Regions from separate parts of the Mus musculus genome. Here all the other regions are linked to region 1. Evidence: chromatin contacts called from public HiChIP or PLAC-seq and promoter capture Hi-C data. All regions are on one chromosome and are shown on one strand. The core of a region is the stretch at or near the end of the contact, and the rest is flanking DNA. Distances in the headings are between cores, read along the strand shown.

Evidence for each region. Promoter capture Hi-C pulls out the DNA fragments that hold promoters and counts their contacts. HiChIP or PLAC-seq counts read pairs in DNA pulled down with a chosen protein or histone mark.
Region 2: a contact with region 1 is called in a FOXA1 HiChIP or PLAC-seq map of pancreatic cancer cells. The contact joins the promoter of 4833417C18Rik here to the promoter of Sp2 in region 1. A contact is called at or near these places in 2 of 39 promoter capture datasets (hippocampal neurons and liver) and 1 of 115 datasets of contacts at active chromatin or transcription factors (pancreatic cancer cells).
Region 3: a contact with region 1 is called in an H3K27ac HiChIP or PLAC-seq map of microglia, with 6 times the contacts expected there. The contact joins the promoter of Fbxl20 here to the promoter of Sp2 in region 1. A contact is called at or near these places in 1 of 39 promoter capture datasets (liver) and 1 of 115 datasets of contacts at active chromatin or transcription factors (microglia).
Region 4: a promoter capture Hi-C map of hippocampal neurons shows a contact between it and region 1, with 4 times the contacts expected there. The contact joins the promoter of B4galnt2 here to the promoter of Sp2 in region 1. A contact is called at or near these places in 1 of 39 promoter capture datasets (hippocampal neurons) and 1 of 115 datasets of contacts at active chromatin or transcription factors (pancreatic cancer cells).
Region 5: a promoter capture Hi-C map of pre-B cells shows a contact between it and region 1, with 4 times the contacts expected there. The contact joins the promoter of Med1 here to the promoter of Sp2 in region 1. A contact is called at or near these places in 2 of 39 promoter capture datasets (liver and pre-B cells) and 1 of 115 datasets of contacts at active chromatin or transcription factors (pancreatic cancer cells).

The regions. Positions count from the first base shown.
Region 1 is chr11:96,976,261-96,979,006 of GRCm38.p6, forward strand. It overlaps Sp2 (Sp2 transcription factor), which reads right to left and starts at 1,428. Exons shown (of 7, transcript NM_001080964.2): 1 at 1,361-1,428. The coding sequence starts at 1,367.
Region 2 is chr11:95,857,480-95,860,179 of GRCm38.p6, forward strand. It overlaps 4833417C18Rik (RIKEN cDNA 4833417C18 gene), which reads left to right and starts at 1,338. Exons shown (of 2, transcript NR_045187.1): 1 at 1,338-1,603; 2 at 2,515-2,700. It overlaps Gm38959 (a long non-coding RNA gene), which reads right to left and starts at 972. Exons shown (of 3, transcript XR_880173.3): 1 at 226-972. It overlaps n-TQttg6 (a tRNA gene), which reads right to left and starts at 1,764; the gene lies at 1,693-1,764.
Region 3 is chr11:98,148,307-98,151,124 of GRCm38.p6, forward strand. Fbxl20 (F-box and leucine-rich repeat protein 20) reads right to left here and starts at 1,310. Exons shown (of 15, transcript NM_028149.1): 1 at 1,010-1,310. The coding sequence starts at 1,051.
Region 4 is chr11:95,913,606-95,916,305 of GRCm38.p6, forward strand. It overlaps B4galnt2 (beta-1,4-N-acetyl-galactosaminyl transferase 2), which reads right to left and starts at 1,266. Exons shown (of 11, transcript NM_008081.3): 1 at 1,215-1,266. The coding sequence starts at 1,225.
Region 5 is chr11:98,191,925-98,194,624 of GRCm38.p6, forward strand. Med1 (mediator complex subunit 1) reads right to left here and starts at 1,369. Exons shown (of 17, transcript NM_001080118.1): 1 at 1,135-1,369. The coding sequence starts at 1,159. It overlaps Gm38963 (a long non-coding RNA gene), which reads right to left. Exons shown (of 4, transcript XR_880193.2): 4 at 2,012-2,113.

The DNA of each region.
Region 1 (2,746 bases), core at 178-2,677:
CCTAACCTTTCTAGCCCTCCAAGACAGCTCAGCCGTAGAGGTGCTTGTCCAACATTTGTGGATTCAACCTTCATCACCACAGGGGGGTGGGGGGGGGGTGTCTCAACTCAGGGTTTTGTCCTCTGTAATGCCAAGGGCCTTCTAGGGCACAGCATGGAACAGCTGTAGCCTGTTCCTGCCAGTACACACTGAAAAGTTAATCGCCTTTCTACAATGAAATCTGTATAAAGGGGACCCTTGGGCCAATTCCTGGCTCACAGACCACTGGCTATGGTCTGCCTCTCTCCTCGTTGACAGGCCTCTACAGGCCCAAACTTTTATTTTGATATGTAATAATCCTGTAACCTCCTAAAAATGGGGAAAGTTCAGGAGAAAAAACCAAACAGAGTCCCCCTGGATCATGTTAGTTATGAAACGATTAAACATGACAGGCTATTAGAATCAAAACCAAGGAATGTAGAGAGGACAGGTTTCTCAGTCGCCCAGCGCAAAAGACAGTTCCTTTTCTACTAAAACTAGAATAAGGCACTGGGAAAGAAACCTAAGAAGGAAGGGAAGATTCTGAGCACCCTTAAGCCAGCAACGCGGATGAAGAAAAGCATCTATTTTATTTCTTAGGTCATCTGTTACGAGCGATAGCGCCTACGCTTTTTTGGAATTCCAGTGCATTTTTGCCCAACCCCCCCACCCCCCGCAAGGGGCATCGGGCCATAGCCTGGGAGCTCTGTCCACAAGTTCTCCAAACTTCTAAAATTCCAAGAGCTTGCAGATACTAGCCGCAGGCTCAAGGATCCAGGTATAAACATTAAAAGTCGGTTTTTCGTTCAGCAGTCATCTGCCTAGGGCGTTCCCTCCAATCCTGCCACCCTCTGGGACTGCGGTGGCCCGGCCAGCAGGCTGCAGTTCAGACCAGCAGGGCCCATCTGACTGGCACCACCTGGGTCCCAAGCCTGGGCTGCCCACAGGACGAGCCCGAGGGGGCGTCGGCCGCCTGCGTGGAGCAAACTCGGGCGCAGGCTGAAGGCCCGGCGCGACCCAAGCTGAGGGGGCGAAGGGGGTTATCAGGCTCGCCCTGCTGCCCCCGCCGCCTGCCAGCCCCGGAAGCGCCGCCCTCCCGCCCGGGGCTCCGAGGGGCGGGGAGTCTAACGCCCCCTTCCGGGTGCCTCCGCCCGGCCGGCCAGCCGCGCTCCTCCTCCGGGCGGGAATCCTTCCTCCCCCGCCCCTCCCGTAGCCGGGCCCCGGCGCCAGTCCCAGTCCCAGGGGGGCACCCCCGGTTCCGGCCTCCCCTCCCCGAGGCCTCTGTCCGTCTTCCCGACCCTTGAGGGCCGGGAAGACGCCGCCGGCAGACGCCAGGACCCACCGCTCATTACGACATCTTCCTCCCTGGCCTCCGCCGCCTCCGCCGCCACCGAGAGCCTGACACCGCCCGCCTAGCACCCGCCAATCCCGGAGCCCGCCACCGCCCGAGCGACGGCAGCTTTTACCAATGAACGCTTGGTACATTGGGGACCGACAGCATTTTCAACCAATCATTGGGAAGCATCTAGAGTGACGTTGGTCTGGCCAATAGAACTGTGAAGTGTCATTGATAGACGGTAGGAGTCGCCAACCGGAAATCAACGGGGGAATGAACGACGTATCCTTTAGCCAACTGGCGGGAGGCAAAGTCCCGCCTGCTAGGAGGTTGATGGACAGCAACAGGAAGCTGGGTGAGGAGGGGCTTAGCCGAGAAGTGTTTTTGTATTGGTCGTAATTGACCTTCCACCCACCTCTAACCCAGCAGATAAGTGATAGATCTGCCCTAAAGCCAATCAGAAGTGCTACTGTGAAATGCCCCGTAAAGAGCTTATACATCTCTCAATACAGTCTGGCATGGTGAGTCTCAAGTGTAGCTGTCGGATACGCGGTGCCCGGCCCCCAGTGAGCGCATCGCCTTCACCTCAGGCCCTCGCCCGCCATCCATCGCCTCTCGAGAGTCGACGACCTGGCAGGAGTTGGGTTACCTGGCACTTCCTAGAGGGAATTGTCATTATGTCATCTCAAGCCCCTGTTAATCTTCACCAATGTTTCGCAGAGCTTCCCTGATCCTCTCAGCTTCAGACAGGCGTGTTTGAGCCTTTATCAAAAGCAGATCCCTAGGGTCGTCCCTAGTTACATTTGCTATTTCCCGGGGGGCGGGGTGTGTGTGCCTAGAATCTGCATTTTAGCCTGCGCCTCAGGTGGGCAGAATTGCACGCTGGCATCCTAGCGACCCTGCTTGGTCTCTGCTTCATCTCCTCCTGTATGAGGGGCCGTGCTTGACAGGCACCACAGGTAGGTTTAGCTTTCTCTTCCAGGCCCTCTGCGAACGACTAACTTAGGCAAGCTGTACGTAGCACTCAGAGGGAATTCACGCTGGCTTGAGACCTGCGTGGGTAGGAAACCCCACACCCCATCTGCAGTGGACCCTTAGACTCTTGTTGAAGCCAGAGCACTCACACATCCACCTCATAGTACCACCCTTCCTGGTTGGTTTTGTTTTGTTGTTTTAACCCACAGTGAGAAAAAAATGTTTTACATCCAGTAAATTAACTTATAAGAACATGTAACAAAGCTTCCCAAATCAACATTTGAGAGACATTGATCGCAGGTAGATGAGACACATACATCCCTGCTGGGGTCTTATTTGCTGAGGATCAAGTCCCCAACACTAAGCATGAACTGTATAAACACTAAGCATGAACTGTATCGTCGAGCTGTTCCCCAG
Region 2 (2,700 bases), core at 88-2,587, 1.1 Mb before region 1:
CAGCATTAGGACTACAATCCCCAGCATGCCCAGCTCTGACATGAGTTCTGTGGATGGAGCTCAGGTCCAGCATGGTTGCATGCAAGCTCTTTACCTGCTGAGCTATGCCCCTAGCACAGGTTTTGCTATTTTTCGGCAGGCAGTTTTCTTACAGGCTTTGAGAATTTATTTAGATTTATTTGCTATTTATGCATTACACATGCATATCCCTAGTCTGTGGCTTACCTTTTCTCTTAGTATGCCAGGCCCTGAGTGCCTTGCAGTTCACCATTGAGCAACAGGCCCAGATATTTTCACTCTTCTGATGGTACTTGGAGTAGCACAGTCCTCGTCTGTGCGTTTTATTCGGGCTTTGTTTAAACTGAGGTGTAGGCATTCCCCTATGTCGTCAGCCAAGCTCACCGCTTCTGTCACTTTCAGGTCAACAATTCTCTTGGGACTTTCTGCTGTGTTTAGTGTTAACAAGAATCCGATTTCATATTCTTTCCCTATAAGCAAGCACACAGCAGGATGTCAAGTAGGTCCTTTCCCCTAACTCTGTTGTGCTACCTTTTATTATTATTTAAATTTGTGACACCTTTGTTATTATAAACTATGCATAAAGGTGAGGCTGCATCTTGCTTCCCTATTCTGTTCCATCGGTATGTTTATCCATCCAGACATTATCTTAATTTCTTTAATGTACAGTTAACAAGCATCTTTATTTTCTGGTAGCGCAAGTGTGCCTCCTCTCACGTCTTGATCTTTTTGAGGTTGCGATGGTTCATTCAAACTGATCCATTCAGATGTTTTAAAGAGTGCGTGGGTTGTGTCTGCAAGAGGCATGCTTAGAGAATTAATCGGAGAGTCGGGAGAGGCTCCTTTTGGTTTCCATGGCATCCTCCCAAGGGTGAGAACCTATAGCCACCGTGCCAATCACTCTGTAGGGAGACCATAATGCGTCAGCAGGCTCCCTCGTCATTTATCCCACAGGGACGAACACAAATCCCAGATCTTAATCCAAAGAAGATACAATACTCCCTGTACATATTTTCCACCCGCGGCGCGATGCAGCTAAAGAAATCCTTAGCGATTCCTGCCCTTCTCTCGGAGAAACACCTCATGGACGGTGAGAAACTGTACTGATCGCCTGCCAGCCTGACTAAGTGACTGTTGTCTAATTGAAACACAACCTCGCTGGGTGAGCAATGCAGAACCAAAACACGGGTTTATGACCCCTAAACGCACAAGCCTCGGGGAATCGCTCTCTTGTACCCAATCAGAGGTCCCCTGGCACCACTTACCCGCCCCCCGGCCCCGTCCGGCCACTTCATTCGCGGCTCACAAAGCAATCCTACCGCGCGTTCTGCACAGCAGCCAATCAGAGGGTAGGGGGCGGGGACTCCGAGGCGCGGTGTGTGCAGCGGTACTCAGACAGGAAAGCCTCGGGATCCTTCGGGTTCTTTCGTTTTCCCTCCTGGGTAAAGTTATGTTCAGTCTTCCATCAACTCGTTTATTTTTCCGCCCGACTCGGCGCGCGTGCGCAGTGCCTCCCAGCCCAGGCTGTTCCTGAAATGTAATCGTGTTGAGACACAGGGAGGGAAGCTGAACGTCCATTCTACAGGTCAGTGCATTCCCTGCGGAGGCTCGGGTTGGTTGCTACTTCCTGCAGGCCCCAAAACAGGGATTCTAAGGCCAAAAAAAGGTTCAGTGAGGTCCCACCGAGATTTGAACTCGGATCGCTGGATTCAAAGTCCAGAGTGCTAACCATTACACCATGGGACCTGCTGGCGGCTTAAGGCGCCCGGCAGCCTTCTCAAGCCACATGACGTTGGGCAACCTTTTCTAAGCTTCGCTACACTTGGCTTGGGCCCGTGGCCGGTGGCCGCGATGGCGGGCAGACACGGAACCACCGAGATTCTCATGTCCTTACGAATTCCAAACGTTCATGGGCCCCGAGGTGTCTGTCACCTCTTCCGGTGATCCTCCAAGGGTCCCGGCTCTTGACCCCAAGTCTCGAGGGCGGCTGGTCGTCCGATCGGACCAAGTCCGGAGAAAGCCGGCTCCGGTCCCGGACTCCGGGCAGGAGGTTCGGCGCACGCAGCCTGGGCTTTCTACTTGTTTTCTGCGTTTATATCAGGAGGGCTGTGGCTAGGACGCTTTGGCCCAGCGGGGAAGGACGCGGACTGGCACGTGGTGGCACAGCCGTTCAAACCCCGGACGAAACCTGGGGTACAGACGGGGATGCTGGAGAGTGCGCCGCACGTGGATGCCGCAGCCCCTGCTCCGCGCTATGCAAATTATCTGTAGGGAGATTGGCGCTTCCAATTCAGCACTTCCCCCCGCGCTTCAAAAGGCCGGACTACCGAAACTTCTAGTGTGCCGATCCTTAGAAAAACCCAGTCAGAATTTTAACAACAGACACCCACCATTCAACACACCACGCGCACACACACACATATCCCGCAAAACAACAACAAAATCCCCACTTCTGCACTGTCTAGTCTTTCATTTTCCCTAAATGTGTTTCTGCAGGTCAGTCAACACTTTGACTCAGCAGTTCACCTTCGGAGCATTACCCTAGTGGACATCCATCTGTGCCTCGAGGCTGCTTCAAGGATGCTCTGGACTATGTATTGTTTATTATAATATAGTGAGGCTTGGCCCCATAATGATGGCTATTGTATAAGTCCTCTACAAGAGTTTAAGAAATAACCTGTG
Region 3 (2,818 bases), core at 60-2,559, 1.2 Mb after region 1:
TCACCCGAAGCCCACAAACTTTTTGTCTCAAATTTATCTTTTAAAGGGAGCTGAAGGGAAACACTGGGTGTTAAAAATACAACAAGAGAGAGGAGACAGGAAGCCAGCAAGTGAGATGAACACTGAGCCTGGGCCCAGCACAGGTCAGTCAGCCTGAGCCTCTGCCAGAAAAGGCCAGGTAACATTTTCTCTTGTGTAAGTTTCTTTGTCTCTCGGCCTACCAATGAAACCTCCAGCACATCTCCAAACTACTGTATTTCATTTCACCAGTACTTAGGATACTTCCCAAAGGAATCCCTTTCTCAGTCGTGAACTCGCTTTTAAAGATCTTTCTGACTATGTACGGTTCCATTCCAAGACTACAAACCTCCTTTTCAGAGGACAAACTTAAGACAAAACAAAAAAACAAAACAAAACAAACCAGGAATGGGTTCTCCGAAGGCTCTCAGACCTTCCTCGCATTCTCGGAACAGATATCTAAGTTCCCAATAAACAATGAACCACAAAAGTATTAGACTACACGGGGAAGAGGAAGTATTAGAATATCCAAACAGCACGAAAACCCCACAGTCGCCTCTATCGTCCCAGTTTACTACCACCCCCAACTTCCTACTTCCACCGAGGACTAATCGATTCCCGCTCGGGTGGAGATTCACGAAGGCAGCAGGCGCTGGCCAGTCGGGGACTGAGTGCTTTCACTGCGTGGTGGAAGGAGGCTAGCCAAGGGCTGGGCAGAGAATGGGAAGCTGGGTGTTATGGGGGAGGGGGGATTTAGGGCGCCAGGGCTAATCCCGGCCAGGGCCCGCGGGTGGAAGGGGCAGCAGGCGAACCTCCCGGAAGGCGAGGCAAGCCGGTGCGCGGGGCTTGCGGGTCGCAAGCAGGGGAGGACGCCGGCGGCCGCATCGGGGGCGGGTGGCGGGCCGCACAAGGGAGGAGGCTCCGGTCGAGCTACTGTTTGGGGTGCGAGAGCTGGCCTTCGCCGCCGCCCGAGACCCCTCCGAGCTCACACCTCAAACCTGCTCTTGGTCACTCCGTTCACGTCCCTCCTCATGGGGCCGGCGGGTGCGGCCCGGGCAGGGCGCTGCGGCGTGCGGAGTGCAAAGATAGGGGCCAGGGCAGGCCCCGGAGTTCCGGGAGCGGGAGGCGGCGGCGGCAGCAAGGCGAGGCTCGCCCGGCCGACGCGGAGGAGCGACCGCTCGAGTCCCGCGGGGGCCTCCACCACCGCCCGCGGCGTCCGCGGCCGCGACGACTGCCAGTCGCTAGCTCGGTCCTCTCCAAAGCCTCAACTTCAACCCAAAACAAAAACACTCCCCACCTGCCAGCAACGCCGCTCCTCATTGGGCAGAGCCGCCCGGGCCTCGGAACGTCGGGGGAGGGGAGGAGCGCTCGGCGGCGGCGGCGCGAGCCCACCCCTCCCCCACCCGGCGCAGCCCCGGACGGTGAGCCCGCGAGCGCCTGGAACGTGGGGTGACCGGGCGCCAGCCCACCAGGACAAGGAGAAGCAGGGAAGTGCCCAAGTGCGCGCCTGCTTCGGTGCGCGCGCGGGCGTGGGGGGGGGGGGCACGGTGTGTGTGCTGTGGGGCGGGTGCGAGTGCGCGCGTGCCCGCGGACCGGCGAGAAGAGCAGAACAGGGACAGGAACATCACCGGATCCCCTCCAGCACTGCGAGGGCTCACTGGCACGTAGCGACCCACGCGGAACCTGAGCTTTCAGCCTAGGGTCCCCAGCTCTGATCTGATCACTTCCCCGGCGGCCTGAGCTGGCACCCACGTCTTTCTGACCACCCAGCTCCCGTCCTCTATCACTCACTGTCGCCTTGAACCCAAAGTGCAGCAGGCGGTCCCTGCTCGGAGCCATTTTCCTCCTCTTTCTAGACGTCTCTAGGTTGGGGCAGTGCCGCCGCCGCTGCCGCCGTAGGTGCTGCCGCCGCCTCCCCCACCCCGGTGAATTGCATTACGGGGTGCTGCAGGGAGGCCTGGGGGGCCCCTGCGGGGCGGATGGCTCTCAGTGCCAGGCTCCAGAAGGCAGGAGCTGGTTGCGCTAAGAGGAGGACGTAGCGCCAGCTCTGCACAGGAGCTGGCAGCGAGGCTACACCTCGGGATCAGGGGGTGCAATGCCCCAGCCCAGTACCCATTCCTTGGGCCGGGGGAGGGGCTGGCGTCAATCGGGTGGGGGCGGGCAAGGCACAAGGGCCATTGGCGTCCCCGCCCCTCCGGCCGCTGGCGCCCAATGGGCTGCAGCGGCTGCTCACCCTCCAATCGGAGAGCTGGTTCGTGAGAGCCACGGCGTGACGCCATTTCGGCGGGAGAAACAAGCATGTAGGAGCGAGTAGGCGGGGGCGGTTGCCCATAGGAAACTCTTCCATTGGATTTCGCTCCTAGTATAAAAGGTAGTCTGTCATCTTTTTGTTAACTCCAGCCTTCAAGACTTCCAAAATCTATGACCTATTTTCCACGAATTATGAAACAACCGAGAGTGAAATTGCTCCGTCAGAGACATTACAAAATGTACCAAACCTGAAATATTAAAAACTACCATAAATCCCAGCCGTCCTAATTAGACCTTAATACTGCTTCCAATTTTATGCTCAAAGCAATTACGAGTTTGTCGTCAGACCTTTTCTACTTAGTTTTAGAACTTGAAAAAGATGAACTTTTAAGAGCAAAAGTGTTACAGTATACCCACATACATGAAATAAGCAAATGTGTACAAAAAGAGAGAAAGGCTGGTCCTCTTTAAAAACTAAAAGAGCAAAATGTTGTGAACCTTTTTTAAAAAAAACTTATGATTTATAGTCCCTAAAATAAAATGTTCCTTT
Region 4 (2,700 bases), core at 16-2,515, 1.1 Mb before region 1:
TATAAGTGAAGGAAAAACAAAGTCTGGCCCAAAATGTGCCAGCCTTGTGTTCATTAGCATCATTCAAGTTGACTGAGTCTATGAAACAGAAGTCCCAGCTCCTATCTCCTCCCACATGCAGGAAGCAGGAAGCTAGAAAGAATATTGAAGGACTCTGGGATTCCTGAAGCCCTTCCTTAGCAATGCACAGCAGACTCCCAATATCTGCCTTCCTCCACTCTCTCCCTAAATCCTTTGTGGAACAAATGTGTGCTTTAAAAACAAACAAACAACCCCCCCCCCCCCAAACCTGGTCCTGGTGCAGAGTCTGCAAACCGTATACCACTGAGGAACTTCCTCAGCCCCTTTGAAAGTTTTGAGATCAGATCGGATGTCCATCTGGCCTCAGAATTGTGGCCCTCTGCCTTCCAGGTAGTTTAGTAGTAGTGACTGGCCTCTGAGTGTCAGGCAAGCACTTCACCATCAGAGCTACATGCCCCTCCCTTTAACTGCATTTGCTTTTGAAAAAAGAGAGAGAAAGAGAGAGAGAGAGAGAGAGAGAGAGAGAGAGAGAGAGAGAGAGAGAGAGAGAGAAACTTTGAGGAGGTGTGTGTAACACACCAAAATGATTTCTAACTCACACAACTCGTTTCTGATCCTTCTGAGTGTTTTGTAAAACTTAATCGAACACGCCTAAGTTCAGCCTCTTCAGCGTTCCACGGTGTTGTGCGGTGCATTGAGGTACAGCTGAGCCTCTTACTCCTGATGCAACCTTCTGAAACCCATTGGCTCTGTGAGGGCTGCTATAAAACTCTCTGGAAAGGACTCAGGGATCCAGGCTCTTACACTTGCCTAAACCCACATCCTACAGCTGGGTACCAGACTCAGTCAGGTAGGCGCCTGATCCCCGTTCAGCGCACCCGGCACCCCCAAGACACGACCCCACGCTCGGACTTGCCCCCCACCCCCTGGAGATCAACCTCCAAGTCGGATTTTCCCATGGGAAAACCGGTTCCGGGTTTGAGCCGGCGCAGCGTCTGAGACGGGAGAGAGGAGCGGGATGTCTAGCCAGGAAGGCACGCACTGTGCCGGGAGATCCTTGTCACCCACGCGAAGACTCCCCGGGCTCCACCAGCCGGCTGCCTGCTGTCTGAGCACTGCTGGCTGCCGCCGTTACACCTGTTCCTCCCCAACTCCGCGTGCCCACGTTCCTCCGGCCCAGGGACACTCACTACCTGGAAGTCATCGCAGCTCGCTCCAGCCACTTCTGCAGACTGCCTACCGCAGGTCTGGACGCGAGCAGGAATGAGCTGCGAGTCCCAGGGACCGCGCCCGCCTACCTCGCACAACCCCCGCCCAGGCGCTGGACCTTGCCTCGCGTCCAGGATGTGTTCCAACGGTTTTGACACTATTTAAGTTGGTCCACTGTGGCTGTGCGGCGCCAGGAGCCTATGTCCCGGTACATGATCCCTCCGGTGACCAACGCCCAGGCTTTTCCTACTAGAAGAGTTACAGTCAGGTTCTAACGCTTTATTTACTTGTATAAACTATAACAGCCCCGACGACAGTTCTGTGGCTTGATTTTCAGGTGAAGAAATCTAGGCAAGTTGGGGATAATCAGACAGTAAGCAGCGTCTCAACCCACTTTGGTGTATTTTATGTCCTTTGGGTTCGGGGCTAAAAATGCAAGCCATCTCTGCTCACCCCCATTTCTTTGGTGGGCAGGTCTTTTAGAGGGAGATAGAGAGGATTCAGGGTTTTACCCAAACTTCAGGATGAACTAGGTGAAGCTGGAGAAAGTACGATCCCGTGCCACCGCTTTCCTCATCCGGGCAAATGGCTTTCCGCTCTATCTGCTCTCGCTCCAGAGCGGTCCTCCGGGCTTCAAGGCGTGTCCTAGCACGGCCTGGATAACCTGGGCGCTCGCTGCAACCTGCAACCCGCAACCCGGCCCCTGCGCTTCTTTCCAAATTAATTCTCTTTCTCAGCCTCCCCGGGTCATCAAGCTTTTCTGTCCACCCTAGAAAGAAACACAGTTTCGTAGTCCACTCCTAGCTCTCCCTATCATCTCGGGCCCTTCTACAGCTCAAATTTCAGTTCCCTCAAATTCAGCCTTTGTCCTTACCTTTCCCCTAACACTCTACCGCAAATTGTCGTGACAGGAAAACAAAGCCGCATCCGTAGCCCAATCTCTCTTACAATGACCTATCGGACCACATAATGCCTTTTTGCTTGGACGTAGGAAAAAAGCGAATTTCACTCGAAATCGTTCCGCATTTGTGTTTGTGAAACCCTTTTCGAAAGGTGTTGGGGGTGGTTTTCGGGGGGGGGGGGCTCTTCTCCGTTGAGACGAGAATGGGATCCTACTGTTGTTCTGATCCTGCCAAACTGCGTGCATGCGGCTAGTTTCAGGTATGCAGAGGACGGTGTGCAATCGTCTGCTTACACATAGTATACCTTGCCGTGTCCCAGAAAGGAAGTACGGCTAAAAACAAAGTAATCCTAAATATCCAACCGGGTAAGAAAGATATAGTCACTGAGGCAGGAGGATCAGAATCCAGGGTCACCCTTAGTTACACACCAGTTAGATGAATATATAACTCGTAGAATGCAGCGTGGGGGAGGGAGGATCTTTGCCCGCTGTACACCTGACAGGATTGCCATAGAATATACAAGAAACTCAAAAGAAAGAATAAAGCCATTTTTTCCAACTCCATCATA
Region 5 (2,700 bases), core at 119-2,618, 1.2 Mb after region 1:
GTGCTGGGAATTGAACCCATGGACAAGAAGACATTACTCTAACCACTGCTCTACATTCCCAGCCTCTAAATTATCTTTAAATTAACATACAAAGCAATGCATATCATTTTGGCATTCTTATACATATAGGCCATTATACTTGGTCCAAGTCCTCTCCCTCTGAGAGCCACACTGCCCCAACCTCCAAACAGCCAAACCTCTCACTTCATTTCATATTCCACTAACCTTTCTATCCTGCAGACCTCCTTTGTTCCCACATGGTCCCATGTTTTCACAACCAACACACACCAACACATACCTACGTCGAGATTCCTCATAAGAGAAAATGTGCTATTTATCTTAATATGGCTTATTTTGAGTATCGTCCACTTTGCTACAAATGTCGAGACTTCATTTTTGGATAAGCCAGTCCAGGTCGTGGGAGGGAGTATCTGAACCAAGAATCAAACTCTTAGCTGGCCGAGAGGTGTGTAAGCCCGCACTTGGGAGGCTGAGGCAGGGGGACCTTGTCTCAAGAAACAAAGAAGATTCTATCCCTTCCCTTTTCTTCCCTCAACTGGGAAACTGGTTTGGGGATTGTTCCTGCCAGTTTATAGTTCTGAACACCTCTCCCCCAAGCTTTAAAGCCACCGGTCGTGCACAACTGAAAGCAGTTCGTAAAGACACAGCACAGTATTTGAACACTATGACCTTCCAAGTAATAAACGGCCCGCTTTTACTATGATGAAGATCGAACCAAGCAAGTCACTCCGGCTAAAACACCCTCCATTACTTTGACATTACATTGTTCTAGTGTCATCTTCAGCGATCTCTCCTGGAACAAAGCATCAACAAGTTTCAGTTTCCCTCTCCTTGGGTCCCACCGGGCTAAGCTCAAAGTACCCTGAGGCTCAACTTCCTCGTCCCTCGTCCCGCAGAAAACCTTTCACGAGTGGAGGAGACGGGGGAGCAGCGCCCCGGAGGAGGCGCTCCAGCATCTGTAGGGCTCGGTCGGGATCTAAGATGCACATTCCACCAGGATCCGGTCCCACGCACGGTGGCCCTGGAGGGGCGTGGGTCCCCACCTCCTCTCTCGGATTGGCTCGCCGCAGCGGTGTACCGCCCCTCCTTCCCCGCCACCCCCCAGTCACTCACCCTCGGTTTCCCCCTGAGCCTTCATCCTGACAGCGGGGAGGTCTTGGGTCCGCCACGAGCCGGGGAGCCTTTCCCCGCCACTCAGAGGGGAACCAAGTTAGCCTGGGCTCCGGGGAAGCGGCGCACCAGCGGCCCCGACTCTTCCGGGGAAGGCTCAGTCTGAAGTCCCCGGCGGCAAGAAGAGAAGGGTGCTCGCGGCCGCCGCCATCTTCCCCAACGGAACTTCCCAAAGATCGCGAGATTAATCGTGTTCCTGTGAGACGGAGGAAGAAGGAACCGCACCAAAGTCTCGCGGAGGTTGGCTGATTTCGTCCTCCCCGCAGGATCTCTAGCAGGCCCGGCTCCGATTGGCTCAGAATTCACACCTTGGCGTCTAAGGGTGTGTGCCCAGAGTTGACATCTCTCTGAAAGTTTATGTTTGCATCCCGACAGTTACACAATTTGTAAATTAAAAGCGTTAGCTCTTCCGTCCCGCGGTGGTGGCGGCTCAAGCCTTTGATCCCAGCAGACAGGCGGAACTCTGAGTTCGAGGCCAGCCTGGTCTACAGTGTGAGTTCCAGGACAGCCATGGCTACACAGAGAAACCCTGTCTCAAACGAAACAAAATGTTTGCTCTTTGAGCACCTGGAAAAGTGGCACACTCCTATAATCCCAATGAGGAAGGGGATAGTGAAAACCGGTCCTTACAAAATAATCTCTACTGAAAGATTTCCAGTGAGTTTTAGTGTTTGGGTGTTTAGAGTTTGCCTGGTGGTGGCGCACACCTTTAATCCCAGCGCTCTGAAGGGAGAGGCAGGTAGATCTCTGAGTATGAGGGCAGCCTGGTCTACAAAGTTTCTGGACAGCCAAGGCTACAGAGAAACCTTGCCTGGACAAAAACAAAACAAAACAACAAAAAAGTAAGATTTGTAAGATGACAAGACTTGTAACTCACCAGCAACATACCTGATTAGCATGTCTGAAGTCCTGGGTTTAATTCCTAGAGAAAGTGGGAAGGTGAAATTTCCTGAAGAACCAGAAGCAGTTATGTTGTTTAAAAAAAAGAAAGAAGGGGCTGGAGAGATGGCTCAGTTAATTTAAGAGCACCGACTGCTCTTCAGGAGGTCCTGAGTTCAATTCCCAGCAACCACATGGTGGCTCACAACCATCTGTAATGAGATCTGACTCACTCTTCTGGAGTGTCTGAAGACAGGTACAGTATATATATATACACACACACACACACATACATATACACATATACACGCATACATACATATATATATAATAAATAAAAGAAAAAGAAAGGAACTAGGGAGGCAGAGGCAGGCAGATTTCTGAGTTGGAGGCCAGCCTGGTTTACAGAGTGAGTTCCAGGACAGCCAGGGCTACACAGAGAAACCCTGTCTCGAAAAACCAAAAAAAAAAAAAAAACCCAAAAAACAAAACAAACAAACAAACAAAAACAAAACAAAAAAAGAATGACTTCACACACACAAAGAAGATGATTTTTGGAAAACATTATCATCGTTTACCATGTTGAGCTTGGCTCTGTACAGAAATTAACAGTATATTGATCTAAATTGA